2 separate regions of the Sus scrofa genome follow, and region 1 is linked to region 2. Evidence: chromatin contacts called from public HiChIP or PLAC-seq data. All regions are on one chromosome and are shown on one strand. Each heading gives the region's core, a stretch centred on a gene start, on an enhancer-like site or on the middle of the called end of the contact. The rest is flanking DNA. Distances are from core to core; before and after follow the strand shown. Region 1 overlaps LPP (lipoma-preferred partner). Region 2 overlaps LPP (lipoma-preferred partner).

Region 1 (4,267 bases), core at 906-3,405, 210 kb before region 2:
TCTAGGAAACAATGAGGAGAGTTGGAGAGAGGGAGAACATGTGATGTGTGGCTAAAAACCACAGCACTTAGGGGAAAAGTTCCACCATTCAGTTACTCATGATGTTGCTTCTATCTCTCTTCTATTGCCAAAGACCTTTCAGGAAAAGTCTGTGATGGATGGGTGGGGTAAGAAGTAATGAAATGGCTAGGCTTTCCTTTACATTTGGGAGAATGGGCAAAATCCTTAGCATGGCCTAAGTTCTTTATGGTCCATCTCCGAAAACTCGCCTTACACCACACTTCTCCCTCAGCCTCTGAGCTCTAAGCACACTAGCCTTCTTTCAGTTCCTCAGGTCAGCTCCACTGTCTGAGATGGCTAAACTCACTTACTCTTCCTGGCTCAGGGAAGGAGCACTTCCTCTGGAAGGCTTTCTTGACCCCTCCGTCTGGGTCAGATTCCTTTGTTTTAAGACCATCCTCTTTCCTTTTAAGACAATGGGCATTCTGTCCATCTCCCTTAACAGAGCACAAACTTCCTGAGAACAGGCTACTTGTCTGTTCTGGCTCACCACCAAATATCTGATCCCTGACGTGTGGTGGGCTCTCAATCACTAATTGTTGAATGATTAAATAAACATTTTCTTCCTCAAAAATAAGGTATATCCCCCAATTGTGGAGAGCTAGAGGTTAATTTACCTAGTTGGGGCAAATGGATTTTATTTCTTAGTTATTATTTTAAAGCAGACCAAGATAGAAAACATATAGAAGAATAAAAATAAATCATATTATGGTAAAGTGGTCTTTTAAATACTTTAAGCTAAAGAACACACAAGATTTGATTTGGAAAATTCCAGGAAAGCATACTGATGATGATGATGATGATGATGATGATGGCGGTGAAAGCATGCAGAGACTAGCTAAATGTACACCAAACCACTTCCTCTTCTTTGGGGGCACACAGTGGCTACATTTCCAAGCATTCTTTGCAAGTGTAGCCAAATGACTGAGTCCCGGTCAATGGAATATGAGCAGAAAGGAACATTACACCATATTTGCCAGCTGGCCCATAAACATCCCCACTAGGACCTCAGAAGTTCCTCAGTGCTGTGTCTTCCCTCTCCTGCCCAGTGTAGAGAATCTAGCATGGGACCCGTCAACTCTAGTGGATGACGGAGCCAGTGGACCGAATAAGGCAGAGCCCCATCCCCCAGTTGGAAAGCACCTGCCAGATAGCTGATTTTATCACAGAGAAATAAAATCTTGTGTTAAATCACTAAGGTGTGGGGGTTTATTTGTGACAGCAGTCAGTATTATTTGGCCAAACTAATATATAAGGCATGACATTAAGAAAGTTATATTTTTTGAGTTATCTTTCTCCCTAATGTTTGAGGTGAAAGCATAAGGGTAGATTTCAAATCTACTTCTAACTTGGCTTTTCTGTCCAGTTCTACTGCTCCATTTCTCAGTGGTTGTAGATTCCCAGGGATGCAAAAGAACTTAGGGCCATTATGTCCAGCTCCTAGCCAGTGCAGAAAGTAATCCTTGTCATCACAGGTCATCAACAGCCTCAGTCAAGACCTTCATAAGAGAGAAAGTGGGAGGGACCCTTGAGGTGGCTCTTTTCACCTTATATTCATTGTTACAAAATCCTTTATTTATGCTGAACCCCCAAATATCCTCTATGGCTTATTCCAATGACTTATTCTTTTAGCACTTAAAGAAATGGGTTTTAAAAACTATGTGTTCCTCCTTATCTTCTAATATAAATCCAGTAAAACATAAATTGGGAGGAGGATAGAGTGGTGGGAGACAACCACAGCCGCTTGAACTACAGGTGCAGAATATGCCAGAAAGTTTGAGAAAAGAAGTCTAAATTCACTTGTTACACTGGTGATCCTGGGGAACTAGGGAGTTATCTTCCTTAGAAATGAGCCATTAAAATAATGTCAGACTTCTATATGATATTTGATTATTAAATAATCTGAAGTAACGTACTTTCACCATCAGTACAATGGAAAAAAGAGACTTGAATCTTTTATCTTTATAATCTCTTCCTTCTAGATTTCTAAATAACAGAAGACTTCTCTGTGCCTCTGACTGCTATCTGCTAGCCCCTCTGAAGCTAACGGCCACCACAGCCAGGCTCGCTGTGATGTGGACAGTGCCCACCAGAGGGACTAGAGGCACACTCACAGTTCACAGCCCGGGTTCCTCCCCTCTTCAGAGCTTCAAGATTGCTGTGGCTTCCACTCTTTATAAAATTCTTCCCTCACTCCAAAAAGTGAGGAAGTTTTCAACTAAATGTAGCTTCATCTTTATCTTACTCTATCCACAGAGCTAAACTTGAATGTGGTGCCTCATGTATCCCAAAAGTCTTATTAGCAGAGTAGGGGACTCAGCGGAGGAACCCACTTTGATTTTACCTGATTTCTGATTTCAACGCACATTATGAGTGAGTGGGGAAGAGGAGGTACAGGTTCATCTAATCCATTCTTATTTGCTTTCTGCTATTTCTCCTCTGCCTCAGGGTCAGCAGGGTAAGTTTATTTACTCCTAGAAGAAATCTGTACATTTTTAGATGGTTTCCACTGCACTGCACTGTGTCATTGGGAGCCCTTCAGAAGAAGAGGGAACAAATAATTCTAAATTTCTGCCAGTGCAAATCTGAATTCTTAAGACTTTTAATAAGAGGTTTACTGAAACCCTAAACAGAAAGGTAGGATTTGCAGCCCTGCTTCAAAACTGGTAATGCCTGGCACAATCAGAGGTGGAGTCAGTGAGCCTGCATTAGGTGGGAGGAAAAAGGGTTATTATGGTGCCACTCCCTAAACCCATAAACATTGACTGACATGCCGAACCAATCCGACCAGAGCAGAAACTAGGAAAGATGGAAAACAAGTCTCAGAGTGAGAAAGATTCCAAGTATAGTATGATTCCAAAACTGTTTAACGATCTTGAAGGACATTAAACTGTCCATTCCTATCTTGTCCTAAAAACTCTGAACTTATGCCCAATCAGGCTGCACAGTGCTTGGGCTGAGGGGACAGAACAAGGGGATGGAGGCAGTGGGAAGGGAATCTAGCACAGGAGCAAGAGCAGGGTGTTCAGGCTCAGAAGATGTGGGGTTTGTATTGTCTAGAGCTCATTCACTCAGTGCGCACTGATAAAGCATCTTCTACATGTCAGGCACCAGGTTGTGGCAGGGGCTATAACAGAGTCTTCAATATATCGGAGGACAGAAACTTTCCCTGGCCTCAAAGAGTGGGGATGCAGACAAACCCAAAACCAGACTAAAAAGTAATGGGTGCTAGGAAGGGACAGCAAATCCCTATGAACTGTACACACCAGTAACACAAAACAGTCTTGAGAGGCCAGAGAGTCTCCACAGAGGAAGTGAAAAGACAACTGAGATCTGACAGATGGGAAAGTACTCTAGGCAGAGAAAGACTATGTGCCGAGGGCTGTGAGTGGACCAACCACAGTTAGACTGGAAAAGAGCAAGTGGCCCAATGTGATTAGAGTGGAGACAGAAGGAATGAGGCTGGAGATGCACAAAAGGTCTGTATTTGCTCAGCCACCATCAGGCACTCACTTATTCAACACAAGCTAACCTGCTGAAGGCCAGGGACAAAAGGTCCCACAGACGAGGGCACATTAAAATACATTAAGTTTTTCATTTATACACAGAATAACTAGAGACAGGGAGCACTGGGAAGAGGAACCCACTGAAGGGTTTGAATAGGGGAGCAACACGATTAGCTATGATTTTCAGAAAAATCATTCTACTGTTAAGAAGATATTCTGGAGTAGGAGGCAAATGTGAGTCTAGGTGGCAAAAGGGCCAGAGGGAGGTAGAAGTGGCCAAGCACTCCTTTGTCTCAGATGTAGGGCCTTTATTTGCAGAAAAAGGCACTTGTTGAGAAGTGACTGGGGGCCTCTGGAGCAGCTCACTCTGAGGCCTGTGCCCCAGGACTGCTGACACGTCACAAGGTGCAGGAAAGGCCAAAGATTAGTTACCTGCTTGCTGTTGGTTTGGGGCGAAGGTGGCAATTCAGACTTGCTGAATGAGATTAGTAATTTTCTTTTTACTTTAAAAGTCATACACATTTAAAGCTTCCAAAGAGTGAGTGTGTGTGTGTGTGTGTGTGTGTGTGTGTGTGTGTGCATTTTAAGGTTTTTCTTCTTGGGTCAATTAAATTGGGCAAACCAATGAAAACTACTACAGCTCGCTGGAATAAGAAAAGTTAGGAGTTCCCGTCGTGGCTCAGTGGTTAACAAATCCGACT
Region 2 (4,495 bases), core at 1,817-4,316:
TAAAGAACCTTTTTCTTTTAAAAATGTTAAGTCAAAATGTTCCTAACCTAGAAATACTACAGTCATATTAAAATGATTAAGCTCAACAACAATAAAAATAACAAGATTTTCTTTTTTTTTTCTTCTGGTTTAAAAGGTATTCCATTTTGTTATGAAAAACTTAGACAAGCCACTTCTGCAGATAGCAGTGACCCTGCTCTTCTTAAAAGCAGAATATAAAAGCTCTCTTCAACTCATCCTACCTCAAAGAGACCCCTTCCAAAAAATTATAGTCTTTTATCACAAGATGCAGTGCATGACAGCATTTGGAGATGGGTGAAAAAACTGTAAGAGTGTTATCTAATAATGCTGCTCTTTATGTAGATTTATATATGTATATAAATATACAGATATGTGCTTGTGTGTGTGTTTTCATATATTTCACACACATTTAATGAAGGAACAGAAATAATCTTGGCAATTCAGATATAAAACAAGTGCATTTACATGTTCTCTACTTTTTCCCCTATAAAATACCATAAAAATACAGAGCAGAACAAGTTTTCGATTGTAAATGGTTTGGACATTTTCAACTAAGAATTTTAAAACTTGGGTTTGTAGCCCAAGGGCAAAAGCAGTACGTGTATCCAAACTTTAGGACTGAAAGAAGAATGCCAAGTCATCTAGGCTGGTCCATCTAGTTAGAGAAGGGGCCATTTCTCTGTCCACTGGGGACTGTGCTGTCAGAGTTGTGAGAGAATCCTCTCTGGATTCCACTCCCAGGCACCATCCATTCAGCTGCCAAAGGAATGGCACACACTCAGAAGGCAGTCTTCAAAACACAAGGAGAGGAGGAAGAAAAAAAGAGAAAATATCCTGGCTTACCCTAACATAAAATGGTGAGCCTTCAGAGAAGTAAAATTGTAAAGCAATGAGGGTCAAACCAGTGCATTTTTTTTAAACATATATAATGATTTTTATTTTTTTCCATTATAGCTGGTTTACAGTGTTCTGTCAATTTTCCACTGTACAGCATGGTGACCCAGTTACACATACATGTATACATGCTTTTTTCTCACATTATCATTCTCCATCACAAGTGAGCAGACAAAGTTCCCAGTGCTACACCAAAGGAGCTCATTGCTAATCCATTCCAAATGCAATAGTCTGCATCTATTAACCCCAAGCATGCCATCCATTCCACTCCCTCGCCCTCCCCCTTGGCAACCACAAGTGTATTCTCCAAGTCCATCATTTTCTTTTTGGTGGAAAGGTTCATTTGTGCCATATATTAGATTCCAGATATAAGTGATATCATATAGTATCTGTCTTTCCCTTTCTGACTTACGTCATTCAGTGTGAGAGTCTCTAGTTCCATCCATGTTGCTGCAAATGGCACGATTTTGTATTTTTTATGGCTGAGTAGTATTGCATTGTGTATATATACCACAATTTCCTAACCCATTCATCTGTCAATGGACATTTAGGTTGTTTCCAAGTCTTAGCTATTGTGAATAGTGCTGCAATGAACATACGGGTGCATGTGTCTTTTTCAAGGAAAGTTTTGTCTGGATATAGGCCCAAGAGTAGGACTGCTGGGTCATATGGTAGTTCTATGTATAGTTTTCTAAGGTACCTCCATACTGCATTTTAACAACCCATACGAACTTGTTATTTAAAAAAAAAAAAAAGGCATAAAAATGCTAACGGCAACAACTTTAATGAACTTCTAACATGTTATTTTACCTTCTTGAGGACTCTGAATTCTCTAAATGAGTCACTGGTTCTCTACCAAATTACAAAAATGTTGAGTTATGCCATGGGATTTATATATTTATTTGTTCCTTTAGGTTGCCAGTTGAAATGTGAGGTTCCTGGAGAAATGTTCAAAGGACATGCTTATTTGCCAGAACTCAGGGGAAAAGCTTTATATCTCAAAGCATTTTTTTGTAAATAAAACAGGAAAACATATTTTCTAAACTCTTAAGGCAAAGATGTTTCATTTCCGTTATACCAAACAACTTTTGTTCAAATTGTTAAAACTTGTAGAAATGCTACATGAGTGGAATTTTTCAGAGAGGGAGAAAATTATATCACAGAAGGAACAAAGACCATCTTCACCAGTTTCAATGTTCAAAAAAGAAGCTGGTTGAAGAAATCTGGATTTGAGAAGTAAGATGGTGCGTAACGTATTAAAAAGTAAGACCCAGATATAGAAATATGAAAGGGAAAAAAAGTGAGGGAACAGGATGTAAAAATGAATAATTTAGATATAAAACATAAGGCATGAACCATGCCAATAAATAGACATAATTTAAATAGAAAATGTCCTGTGATTGTTTTAAGCCACGAACAAATTCACACAGACGCAAAAAAGACCAAAAGTAAAAAACAACATCTAAATCTATTTTTTCCTGGTCTAAAACTGGAAATAGGAGCTACTTTTTAAAGAAAAAAAATCCCTCATTTAATTCTTGTTCTTATCAGAGAACCTTTTTGTCAGTTTTAACAGCAGATTAATCACTTTCACAACCTACGGAAAAAGTTTTCTGGAAAGCATAACAGCCTGCAAGTGTAAATGACAGTATTACTTTTCCTGCAGCTCAGCCGCCTACAAATTCTCTCTCATCCATGACTCAGCATGAGGTAAAAGGAGCTAATGAAAAGGGCCACATTTTCTTTTAAAATTTGTGAACTTTCTTTCAGCATGTAGAACTGCTAAAAAAAAAAAAAAAAAAAAAAAAAAAAAAAAAAAAAAACCTCCCAAAAGCTAGATAGAAAAGTAAAGAGGCTCTCCATGAAAGCTTGTCAGTTACATACCTAGAACTAGAAACTTCCTTCCAAGTAATGTTAAAAGTAGATATGTTGGTTGCTGTTTTCTCCCACAACCCATCCAAGGCCTAACATTACAACCTATTGGGAACCAGTGTATGCACATTTCTATATTACATTTATAGGATTGTAGGGGGGTGATAAAATGTTGCTTTGCTGAAACCAAGATTTCAAAAGGAAAGACAGAAAACACAGAACTTTGTGGTCAAGACAGGGACTTGTCCTGGGGCTTTCCCTCCTAGCAAAATACCACTTGATTTGATTGTGTAAACAACTCTCTAGAAGCAGTCAGGTTCCTGCAGAGCCATCACAGAGGTAGGGTAATGATTTTTTATGGTATGTTTTTTTCACCCTCAGAAGGAACAATGTGATCACTTTGTTGGAAACATAAGTAAATTAGGGAAACCATCTTATTTATAAGCATTCATCAAATATTTACTGAGTGCTCAGTCTTTGTGAGACACTGCTAAGCACTGGGCAGCAGGGACAGGAAGCTTAACCGTAAGAACAGCATCTCTCTCTTTCTCAGGAGGTCAGTGTCTTCAGGGAATTTACAGCATGTGATCAAGTGGGAGGAGGAGGCTGGGACTAAATGAGCATTTACAGGGAAGGGTGCAAAGTATGGGGATTGGGAAATTCAAGGTAAATGATATAGGAGCACTGTTTAACAAGGGTATCTAAACTACATAAGAGCAGAAAAAGCTGCTGAACAATTTCTCAAGGGAAATGACATCTATGCTGAGACAAGGCAGCAGAGGGCTGGGGCCATGGATAGTGGTCCTGGTAGAGAAAATAGCATATGACTGTCCAGTAGCAGCTCAATACCGTTGGGGACCTGACAGAAGCCCAGTGTAGTTTCATAGAGCATAAGAAGGGCAGTAGTAAAAGAAGTCAAAAGGGCATATAACATCTTTTAAAAAGGGGGGGGGAATGGAGAAAAAGAAGTGCTTTACTAGTCCTAGTTTACATATGAGAGCAAAGCAAAAATGGTTACTTGTCCAGAATCACATAACAATGAGATTCAAAGTGAGATTCAAATCCATTTCTAATTGATTTCAAGGTCTGTTTACTTAATCATTCTGTTATACTACTGAGCTAAAAAACTAAGGTGTTAGGGAAATACTACAGTGAGATTTGCATTTTAGGAACAGATTGGGTGGCAGAAAAGGGGCTACCAAGAAACCAGTTAGGAGCGTTTTACCAACACCATACAAATATGGTACATGTGAAATCTGTTGAAGGCAGCGGAGATGGGAAGAAGCAGAAAGGTCTGTGAAATATTTGAGAGGTAAAATCGACAATAAGGGAAAGACAGGAGTGTAGACTTCTGGCTTAGGAATCTGGTTGGATGGTGACACCATTCAATTTAACAACACAGAAGGTAGAAAGAATTCTGGAGAGAAGTTGATGAATTTATTTTAGACATGTTGAGACTAAATCTTGTGTGATATATGCAAATGCACCAGGCTAATAAGCACTTAGAAAGGTCTGGATGTGAAGTGCAAGAAAGCTTGCTGAAACAGATCTACATAACAACATTACAACACAGGTAACTGAGGCCACAGAAGTGAGAGTCTCCAAATCAAGTATGGGAAGAATAACAATAACAGACTCTAGGAAAGACACCCCACACCCCTGACCCCCATCGCCACCACTACCAAAGAAACCAACATCCAAGGGAAGG

Evidence for each region. HiChIP or PLAC-seq counts read pairs in DNA pulled down with a chosen protein or histone mark.
Region 1: an H3K27ac HiChIP or PLAC-seq map of alveolar macrophages shows a contact between it and region 2. The contact joins two enhancer-like sites. A contact is called at or near these places in 2 of 2 datasets of contacts at active chromatin or transcription factors (alveolar macrophages and skeletal muscle).

Annotation. Positions count from the first base shown.
Region 1 is chr13:126,385,124-126,389,390 of Sscrofa11.1, reverse strand. The region is part of intron 8 of LPP (lipoma-preferred partner); the gene reads right to left. Among named protein-coding and RNA genes, the nearest start is that of MIR28, 110 kb to the right of the region's middle. Within about 2 kb of position 2,155, at least 5 of the 83 cell types and tissues checked have an H3K27ac peak or open chromatin away from gene starts, as enhancers often do. A contact at or near this core is called in alveolar macrophages, where this site is marked.
Region 2 is chr13:126,176,087-126,180,581 of Sscrofa11.1, reverse strand. All of the region lies in intron 5 of LPP (lipoma-preferred partner), which reads right to left. Among named protein-coding and RNA genes, the nearest start is that of MIR28, 100 kb to the left of the region's middle. Within about 2 kb of position 3,066, at least 6 of the 83 cell types and tissues checked have an H3K27ac peak or open chromatin away from gene starts, as enhancers often do. A contact at or near this core is called in alveolar macrophages, where this site is marked.